Linked DNA regions of Mus musculus: region 2 is linked to region 1. A link is a contact called in public promoter capture Hi-C data. All regions are on one chromosome and are shown on one strand. The core of a region is the stretch at or near the end of the contact, and the rest is flanking DNA. Distances in the headings are between cores, read along the strand shown. Region 1 has its middle 23 kb from the start of Gm33841. Region 2 holds the start of Fap (fibroblast activation protein).

What was found. Promoter capture Hi-C pulls out the DNA fragments that hold promoters and counts their contacts.
Region 2: a promoter capture Hi-C map of hippocampal neurons shows a contact between it and region 1, with 2.9 times the contacts expected there. The contact joins the promoter of Fap here to the enhancer-like site in region 1. A contact is called at or near these places in 5 of 39 promoter capture datasets (cranial neural crest, embryonic stem cells, hippocampal neurons and 2 more) and 1 of 9 other capture datasets (liver).

Annotation. Positions count from the first base shown.
Region 1 is chr2:61,553,914-61,559,218 of GRCm38.p6, reverse strand. No RefSeq gene overlaps it. Among named protein-coding and RNA genes, the nearest start is that of Gm33841, 23 kb to the right of the region's middle. Within about 2 kb of position 3,653, at least 10 of the 459 cell types and tissues checked have an H3K27ac peak or open chromatin away from gene starts, as enhancers often do. A contact at or near this core is called in hippocampal neurons, where this site is marked.
Region 2 is chr2:62,570,561-62,576,407 of GRCm38.p6, reverse strand. It overlaps Fap (fibroblast activation protein), which reads left to right and starts at 2,387. Exons shown (of 26, transcript NM_007986.3): 1 at 2,387-2,562; 2 at 2,885-2,969. The coding sequence starts at 2,557.

The DNA.
Region 1 (5,305 bases), core at 2,404-4,903:
GCATTTTCAAAATGGCTTGTACAGCAAATAGTTTTCGAGGATAGAGTTAGAGTCCCAAGAGTCTAAATCAAGCATGCTTGCTGTTCAGTAGAAGAGACTAGAGTTCAGCACGGCATTCTTGAAGGGTAGCCCACTGCAGGCACACAAATGTATTTATACAGCTTCCGTGGGACACAAAGGCAGGAAAGAACTGTCCAAACAAACAAACAAACAAACACACACATGTATCCATATAAACCACGGTACTCACTAACCTTCCTCACCATTAGCTATAAAATTTGTTGTCTTTGACCCAAGATCTCATCAGCCAGCAAGATCCATTAAATCATGGCAGGCTAACTTATTAATCAGTAAAGTTAAATTCTAGAGCCAGTTATTTGTATTAAAGAGTGGAGATCAGGGCCTAGAGAGATGGTTCAGTGGTTAAGAACACTGCTCTTCCAAAAGGACCCAGGTTCATTCCTAGCACCCCCTGTGGCTGCTCTCAACTGTCTATAACTCTGGTTCCAGAGGATCTGACACCCGCACACCACAGCACATAAAAATAAAATAAAAAATAAATTAAAAAAGAAAGTTTGATTGAAACCTGTGCAATAGAAGTGTACTCATATAATATCCAGTAAAATCTAGGTCTTCTACTCCAAATTCATGCCATGTGGCCTTCAAAGTTCAACAATAAAAGAAACAAGAGAAGCCAAATATTCCCAGAATATTTGGTAAAATTAATTAATTAATTAATTGCAGAGAGTGAGCAGAACAAAAGGGTAGTACCCATAGGCTTGTTCTTTATGCTTATGTCTTCTTTGGTTTCTTTCCACTAACCTCCTTCCCTGTGTCAGGCTCTCAAGGTAAAAGCCAACCAGTGAAATGCTTGCTTAAGCGGCACTTTCACATTCCAAGACTATGTAAATGACAATGAAACCCTGGCAGTATGTGCAGATTCTCTTGCATACTAGATTCAGAAAAGAAAATATGGTCTGTCTTGACTCTCACTGCTGTCAAGTGTTTAAATTGTCCTTCCAGCATATATTTAAAACACATTGTCATTGCAATGTTACCAAACAGTGAGCAAGTCAATGTATCTGAGACCACACAATGATTGACATTTTATAAGTCAAACAGAGAGATACGGAACCTCATTCTGTGACTGCTGTTTCCAGCTCTGAGGACGGCTGATACAGTTTTTTGACAGTGTGGAGAGATGTGTAATGTTGGTTCATAACCACAAGCTGTAGAGTCAGAAGGTAGCCTTAACTTGGTGACTTGGCACACGTTGCTTTCTTAAATGGGAACGAAGTGAGATTAAGAACAACAATGTCACCAACACATTTGCATGCAGTTGTTCTTTGCTGAGAATATGTGCATGTTTGTGCATGCGTGTGTGCGTGTGTGTCTGTGTGTGTGCGATTTTATAATTCTCTGCTTTTTAAACTTTATTTACCAAAGCTAGGCATATCTTGCAAACATACTTATATGGGACCACTTGTATGTTACAGAGCAATGCTAGGGGATGCCATAAACCCGAGGGTCACTGCTCCATGTGAGTGAGTAAGCTTCTTGCCCTTAATTAAAATCCTTTACCAAGTTGTTTTTGTTGTTTTTACAAATCATCAAGTTCACCTAAGACTCAACTTAGAAAATTATCTTTCCACCTTAAATGAAAAGACAGACTGACCTTGGAATCATGTTCTATCTAAATCACTGCCTCTTTCACACCTCAGAGGAGTGAGGGCAGATCATTTTTTTCATGCCTACATTGTGAGCCACTATAGAAAGTAGGAACTATATTTTTCAACCTATGTTTCGTTAAGTATGGTTCAGTGCCCGCCAAGGCACTGTTGGTTGATACATTTTTATCAAATGAGAAGAATGAATAAATGTCAATAGTTTAATAGCGGCGGGGATATTAAAGAGCTTTTCAGGTTCCCTGGGTCTATTGACAGATTTTTGAGCTCTAATGACTACATCTCATTTTAAATGTGTTTTCCCTGCTAATTAATCTTACCACAGTTCACAAATGCTCATAAAATAGCAAGGTCATTCACCTAAGAGTGTTTTCTGCCCCTCGCTCCCTTATTAAGCATCCCTGGCAATGATTTGGACTTCCCCAAAGAGTTGTTATATAGATTTCATATCATTTAGAGGGAGAAAGAAGGGAACAATATGATCAATGAAATTAAAGCTTTTGCATAATTAGGGGAAAAGCACCTTTTGCCTGGCACAACTTCAATCTTCTTTCCCACCAGCTGCTAAGTCATTTTCATATCCCTGGCTGCTTTCTCCAAGCACAAACACACCTGTTCTCCCAGTTCAGCATCCATTTTATGTTGGCGCCTTGTGAGCAGGAGATGGGAGTGTGTTTGACTTGCGTCAGAGAGCTGAATAATCATCTTGATTCTGAGATGGCAGTCGTCCACTTTGGCAGAGGTAGGTAACTGAGTACTGGCCAACTTCAGAATTTTTCTCCTGAGACTTTGAGCAGGACAGGCCACTTAGCAAATAGTTTGTAGGATCATTACACACTTGTATTTCTTCTCTGGTCCACTTATTTCTCTCTTAATCTGCAAAAAATGCTTCTGGAGTATTTGTGCCTGATGCAATGGTCAGAAGGCTATATCACAACAAACCAATCGTGTGCTCTGAAGTTCAGTTTGACAAGGAAGGGTGGTTTTAAAGGAAAGGTTAGTCCATTCTATCTTTCCTGAGGACTAGGAGTAATACAGAATATGAAAATACCAAGGGATGTTGAGTACTTTAGATAGGGTTCGAGAAACTTGGGAGATAAATTCAGGACTGTTGTCTGACTGGAGAGAAGCTAGGATTCCAAATTGAGAGATGGTCTCATAGAAAAGGAGATCAGAGACTGTCTCAGCCCCTTTGTTGTAGCCAACATGGCAACTCCTTCCCTGGCACTCAAGGAAGAAACTTGATCAGATGCATAAAGTCTGCACAGCGTACACACAAATGTGAAAAAAAGATAAAGGCGAGTGGTAGAGCTGAAGATGAAGGGAGGCCAATGTTAGAGTAATTGTCGTACTGACTGGCAGGATCTGGCAAATGTGAGGGCTAGTCACTCTCCTGCTAGACTTTTAGGTTCTCATTAGGTAGAGATGAACATTCAAGGTTTTAGTATGGACTCTCCATCATGTGCCTCCTACAGGATGTTCAGGGTGACTGGTTCATTTGTCAGGGAAATTGCTTGTAGTCTCCACCCCTGGCTGATTTACAATAGTTTCCAAAATAATGGTGTCATTCTGAGGATTTCTTTCCATTGTTCTAATCTGTATTCCTTCCATCTGGCTCGTACATCACTCATCTTAATTAGTAACATGCCATCCTTGTCTGGTTCTCTTTTGCCAGCAAGTCATTCATTTCTGAAATAACTTCTTCACCTCCGTCATATAGTTTAGTATTTGCAACAGGAAAACAGTAACCTCGCACATTCTTCCCTTAGCAGGGAAAAAAAATGAAATCATCCACAGCAATGCTAATTAAGTGGAGTTCAACATTAGCTTTAATTTAAATCACCTCTCCTGAGACTTCCTAGCATATACCCGGGGTGTCATAAAATATGAAGCCACACTCCCTCTCAATTAGCATCCATTTATTTGGGAACAACACCAAGCAGCAATAAACAGGCACAACCTGTTCTTTTTCTCTCATATTCTGCCCAGCAGCAGCCTGCTCATCGTTTCGCTTCCGAAGCAGCATCTCCCTCTCTGTGACTGTGTTAATCCACAAGTCGGGCAAGGTAAAGATGCGTTCCAGGCATTTTCCCTGTCAAATCTTCAGTGCGGAACTGTATCACAGTAGTGAGTTGGCTACAGAAACAATTTACATACAATTAAAAGGAACACTAGGTCAGCCTTGAAGTAAAAAAAATGCTTTAGCCAGAGGTGTCTGTATACAGAAAGCAACTTGGAAGTGGAGGTAGTGGAAGAGAGAGAGGCATGATCTGACTCTGTTAGGTTCTCAAATCAGGCCTTTATAGGAAATCCCTTTTTATATCTGCTGTATACTGCCACGTCCTCTGTTGGCCAGTGCTCCCATCACTGAGCCTTCCTGATCTCCCTCCCTCATTGCTGTGAACTGCTGGCACCTACCGATAATGGCACGATGGTGCTCTCATTTATGGTGTTCATTTAGCCACCCCAGGGAAACACCTGAATCATAGGCGGAGCTTTAATGTTGTATTGCTCTACTTTCATTTCATGGACGTTAAGTGCCAATAGAGAACACTTTTATTTTTAAACACATTTTAAAATAAGATGGTTTTAAAACTATACGCTTCTCATATACAGTAAGATATCTTGAAGCATATGCACACATAGTAGTTAAATCCAGGTAATTAACAAATGTGTCACCTCACATGGTTATTATTACAAAAAGAATACTTAGCACCCCTTATATTGTAACATAGAATCATTAACTATAGTTATCAAACTTGATATTATTCCTCCCAACTACACTTTTATAATCTTTAATCAATAGCTCTTCCTTACCCTCCTCCAACTACTTCTGCCTCTGGTAGCTACCATTCAACTCTCTATTTCTGTAGAATCTACTTTTGCAGATTTCATAAATGAGATCCCTGGGTATTCATTTATCTGTACTTATCCTAATTTTTTCGTCATTCATGTTGTCTAGATTTACTCAGATTATCACCAATGGCAGAATTTCCTTCATTGTGGCTGGAGTGTGGGGTACATACATCACATTTTCTTTGCCCATTCATTCCTTAGTCGACAATGAAGTTTATTTATCTTGGTTACTGTGAATCCTGTTGCAGCTAGCATGGGAGTGCAGATGTCTTATCCATATACTAATAAAGTAATCGTATCACTTTAATGTAGATCTAGAAGTAGGACTCTGGATCACATGATAGCTCTATATTTTAAATATTTTGAGGAAGGGCCATAGTGTTTTCCATAAAGACTATACTAATTTACATTCCCACCAGCAGTGTGTCTTTGCTTTTTCTTCATATTCTTTTTCAACTATAAAAAGCAATGCTTTTACAAAGAAAATAGCTTATAATCAATCTATTTACATGCATCAAGTCCTAGCAGGCCAGCAATCCCAGGGTATAGATCATTGCCAAAGGATGGAAGCAACACATTTTATACTGTCTGGATAAGGTTATCTTGGTAAATTCAGCTCAAATATAGACCCCCCCACTTTTTATTATTATGCACATCAGAGGTAGGCTCTTAATAAATAATAAGTGAGAGAGATGGGGAGAAGAAATATTCAAAGGAAATATCAACAACACTAAGCTTCTTCCAGGTCCCATCTGTTGCACTGC
Region 2 (5,847 bases), core at 1,138-3,637, 1.0 Mb before region 1:
AATTTCCAACTAATCAGGGTGCTCACCTGATTAGCACACCTCCAGGCTGAAATACTCAGCAGGAGCTCCAAGATCGGAAAAAAAAATGGATGAATCTTGCATGCTTATAGGAGAGCATGCTCACTGAGTAAACAGACCCTCTCATGGTTAATTTTGTACACACACACACACACACACACACACACGCACACACACACACACAAACACACACATCTTTTCTTAGTGGAAAAGCAAAAACAAAAACCTTGTTAAAAGTATTTTTATTTTGACCCCCAAAAGAGAGAGAAAAAAGGTAAAGCTATTGAATGGTTAAATGTCCACACCTTTTGAACACCTCTCTTGGATATAAGCTAGATCAGAAGCCCGTCTGTAACTCTGTTACAAGAAATATATTCCTAACTTATGAAATTATATGCAAGAGACCATCTTTACTTATTTACCCAGTCACATCCTCCTTAAAACAGTTCAAACAGCTAGAACTATCCCAGATGTTCTAGTTAGATTCAACCAGCTTTCTAAAGAAAATACAAACATAAATAAAATGTTTATTCAACCTTAAAATGTCCCCGTATACTAGTACTTTCAACTTAATGTTGCTTCTTAAGATGTCCCAATTTCTCCATAAAACCTGTCAGACGAGTCTTTGGAGTCCTAAGTGGTACCCATTACCAGTCATGTGACAATGATTAATTGCTAAAGCTAGCAGTATGCATTTTAATTATACCTTAATCACTTATTGCATTTAGTTTCTGTCTAGTAAAGGAGGTCTTGGGAATCACTCACTACAAAGGACTTGCTGATTTTTTTGGGGGTGGGGGGTGGGGGGGTGGGCGTTGGCGAGCTGGGACAGAAGTTCTGAGAAAGTACTATGTGGATGTTCCAAAGAAAGCAACAAATTTGAGAAGACCCTCTAGAGGGCAGTTCACATGGGACCCGGCTGATGGCTTTCTCTCGGATTGACGCCTCACAATCAAGGCACATGGAGATGTCAGTAAGTGCACTGTACACCTGTGATGATGCCTGGTACTGCTTCAATTTGTAAATCGATAGCTCATTAACCGCATGGGGAGTGGGATTCATCCGGGAGCTGCAGTGGGCTTTGAATACTCTTCTCTGCCAATGCATACTAGTGACTCACTCTGCTCACCAGAACTTTCCTAAGGCTAGAATTCAGGGACAGCTGTCTGGAGAATGGCAGGGAGGAAGTTCACAAGCCACTGTGCTGGTTTGTGGTGGAGAAAGTTTCCTGTGGCAGCCAGACCAGTCAACTAAAGCAAACAGCAACACAGAACAGTGATGTTTTCTCGTTATTTTTCATGCACAGTTTGTGAAAGATCAGCATGAAACTTAGCATAGTCAGGCAAAAGATATTACAAACTTCTTGAGAAAGCCAGCAATGGAAAAACTGGAGACACCATATTCTAGCAACAGTATCCATGTGGAAACCAGGAATCTGCCCTAGGAAATTGCTCTGGACCACAGAGAAGGTTTAAAAAAAAATTGTGTCTGTGTGTGTGTGTGTGTGTGTGTGTGTGTTGTGAATTCAGTCATTTTACTGATCTGCCAAGATGACCGATCACTTTGAAATATGTGGACTTAGCCAAAATGAAGTACACATGACTTCTCTTTTCACTTGCCTTTTTAAAATTTATTTTAAGGTCTTTATAATTACTAAATGTTCTCCTTTCTCAGAAGATATTCTGAGAGCAAAGCAAAAATATCACTCTTGTAAAGCCATTTCCATTCTTCCAAAGGTCTGCTGGCAAATTATTCCCGCTGATCTTTCCATCTTTCTAGCCTGTGCAAACACACCTAACCCATACTACATTTCAACAGATGGCGCTTCATTTCTTTAAAGGAAAGCAGCCGTGGGTTTAGACAGTTGAATTTTTAAACTTCTGTATTTACTGAAAGTGCATATGGTGCTATACGGACAAAGAAATTGTGCTGAAAGAAAAACATTTGTGCCTGCAGCACCTCATAGGCTCCCGGGAGAAGAGTGTGCAGTCACACCGTGTACCTCTCACAAAGCCGGATTTGGCTCCACTGTTCTTCCCTTCCCCAAACATTTGATATGTACAATGCACCCTCAAAAAGTTTCTCCATTTGAAATCCTTCCTCTCAGCTGCAAACAAGAGGAGTGTAGAAAAGATTGTTACTAAAGTGACTCGAGTGATTTTTGAGGAGAATATGAAATATAAACCTGAACAACAACAAAAAGGTGAAATAAAACGGCCTCTGTATGACAACTTAAGCAGATGTTGGTGTAAATTTACAAGGATGAGAGAGCTCTAGAGCCTCCCTCCAGCCACTCATAGTTCACTTAAAGGCCAAGAACGCCCCCAAAATCTGTTTCTAATTTTACAGAAATCTTTCGAAATTTGGCACGGTAGTCAAAAGTCCGTGGGAAAGGGAGGAGGGGAGCGGGAAGCAACTCATGTCCTGACTTCAGCTTCCAAGTGGAAGACAGACTTGCTTCTTTTCAACAGTTTTCACAGATGCGGTGACCCACGCTGTGCAGTGAGAATCAGCTAACTTGCAAAAACATCTGGAAAAATGAAGGTTAGTGCGTGCCGTCTCGGGGACGACCGCAGAGTAGAGGCTGCCTGGGCTGAGTATGGTCAGAGTTTTCTATTCTTTAGAGAAGGTGGGGATTTGTGTGTTGAGTATCACTTCCCGGTGTGTGTTAGGATTAGAAAATGGCTCTAAATATACTGTAGAAACATTTGTCTTAGCAGAACTGGAAAGGCTCCAGCAATCACCGCCAGACCAGTGGAACACAATCAAAAGCTCTGTGGGGAAGGAGAAGTAGGATCTAGGGTTAGACAAAATCTTGCCATTTCTCAGGAGGAACTAAGCCCAAACCGAATTTTCTTCTATGTAGACATGGCTGAAAACTGTCTTTGGAGTTACCACCCTGGCTGCGCTTGCTTTAGTGGTGATATGCATTGTCTTACGTCCCTCAAGAGGTAAGAAATTTTCTGATTCACTCCATCTGCCTAGCGTAGCCTGGAAAATGTACCAACGTGTGAACTCAAATGGGTGAACATTTCCTAAGTGCCTATTTTCCAAAGTAAGCCTGTTATTTCTAAGAAGACGTATAAGTTCACAGTTATGTTGTGTGTAAGACCAGAAATACTGGCGATGTAAGGGTAGGAAGAGCTTTACAGTGTTATTTCAGCAACAGAAAAACCTGAGAGCTATTCTGTACCCCTCCCACCACCCCCCCAAAATACACGCAGAAGACAAGCTTTGATAGGCCTCTCAAGACTGTATTTTTAACTAGCATTGTTTTCTATTACTAGATTTGCCTGGTAGCAAGAAAAAAAATAATGAGTAAGAATAGAAACGTTAAAAAAAGAACCTATGGAGGCTTTGAAATCACTAAATAGTGCTTCCAAAAAATTTAAGGAAGATGTTCAGAATAGAAATCTCAGGAATAGCCATATAGGAAAAGTAAAACTCTTGTTCTATATATAGTAGCAATTAGTCATTCAATTAAGAGGCTTGTTACAGTTACGCAAACATTATCAAGGTAAATTGGTTGGGGTGTTTGTTTGTTTGTTTGTTTGTTTTTTATTTTTACAGAAAGGCTTAGGCTGGCAACAATGTCACTTGACTGAGACCTAGAAGATGTTATGCACTGATTTTGAAACTAGTTTTAATTTTAATATTATCCATTGGTAATAAACTATGCCCCTATTATTCCAAACCTTCTTATGAACAGCAATGTATGCTTCTAAAGCAGAGATGTAATGTAACAGTGACAGAGACTGTACTATAGGATCTGGGAAGAACAAATGCTCCGAGTTGATCAGAACCAGGGAACGTCTGTGGTTAAAGTGAACGGACTCTGAACAAGGGTTAGTGGTCCAGCCTGAACCAGCAAACACGTCAGTCCTGAATTCTCTGTTGCTTTTTAAAATTGAAACATGTACAACGTACAAAAGCTTGAAGAGTTCAAAAATGTCCACATCCTTTCACAGAATTGCAATGTGCAGGATAACCTGATGAAGGCAGTCTCCTTGGAGCTGCACTTTTAATTTTTAGCTTGCATCTTCATGTCCTAAAGCACAAGATTTCCCCTGGGCCATCAAGGTGTATCCTCCTATTGTCATTTTATTAAGCTAGACTCTCACCTCAATTCTTAGAGGACACACTGCCTCCAACCAGGAGCTTCTGAGTGCCTGGCCAGGTCTCTGACCCCTTTAATCCAGTCTAGTAGAAATCAGCCTCTGGCTTTTGCATACACTTACCAGAGCTTGAGATGGATATTCTGCTCCCTCAAAAATTAACAGTTTTTGGAAGCAAAAGTACATGAATTTTGTTGAGACAGACTTTTCTGTCCACAAGTGTTGCCCTTTGGACTTTGAAGAATATTCCCAATGAGAAGCATATTTATCCATTGCAAATAGCATATAAGGATAGATATTTGGGTCTATACTTACATTTATAGATATAGACATTTGTGTAATTACATATAATCCCAATCTTTATCTTCTTTCCAAGTTTTTTTATGAATAGCATACTCAAAAATATGTTATAAACTATATATAACATAAAAGTCCTGTGTTTTTTTATAACATAGATTTCTATTTTCAATGGAAAAGATAATTCTCTAAGTAATTTCCTGTTATTGTGAAATAATCAAATTAACCTCAAGATGAATTATTTTGCATTCATTTACTTCTTCTGCAGAAGTAAACAATGCTTAGGCCTGCTGTCTGGACTGTAAAGTCACTGCCTCTTCATTATTACGGACACCTCAGCATGTCACCTGAGCAGCATTGTCTTCTTGTGCCCATACCTTCACCATGTCCAGGCTGGGGACCAGGCCCAACTTTACTCACATTTCTTCCATGGGAAGGAATGAAGTAAAAAGTATGAAAAAGTAAAGACTTCCCATGGGAAGTCAAGGAAAAGTAGCAATGGAACAGAAAGGAGAAGAAAAAGCTAGGTAGGCCCCTATACCACTTCGTCAGAAATGTCACCACTGTACGTTTGTCTCCTGTGCCCTTGGGTTGCTAGTCCAGGAGCTACTTGACAAGGTAACAGAAGTCAAGAAATATCCATCTATTCCATTATTTATAAACTAAATGTACTGGGTTCCCCAAAATACCTCCTATCACTTGCTGTTGCTGAAGTTACAAAGTTCAGTAGTCTCAATTTCCCTCAGACAGGCAAACAAGGAATAATTTGTCATTCTACACACCCTAAAACACATGGCCACAGCCATCATTATGGAGAAATGTCTCTGTCGCTCAAGTATAAGTGAAATGAATAGAGTTGGGGCGTAGGGGTCTTTTCATTCCCAGGTGGAAGTCCACAAAGAATCAGCCTTCACTTTAGAGAAGTTTTGGGGGGGGGGGGGGAGAGAGCAGACACAGACAGTAAGAATGAGTGGAAGTGGAGTAGTGAATGAGAATGCCTGTTTAACTCACTTACATATTAAAAATAAATGTGTTGCAGCTCTTTCTGGAAATCCTAAGGTATTTCATTTTCATTTTAATTTTAATCTAAACTGAAGACAAACATGCCTTTGTGCCCTGCAGGCCATGTGGTCCTTGGCTTCTGCCCCTTCACCTGACTGACTCCCTTTATTTTCCTGCCTCCATTTATTCTCTCTTGAGGATTTTTTTTTCCTTGCACCCTTACACCAGTATGAAGATGGAACCAGGTAAAAAGTCAGCACAATATCCCTTGGCTTCCCTTTGTCTACCCTGATGCCAATCATACAGACTTTCTTGCTTCAAGAGATTTACAAAGATGATGAAAATAAAAACCAGAACTAGAAAGTTTCAGAGGCCTTAGAATTAAAAAAAAAATCTCTATAGCCTTCTTTGAGTC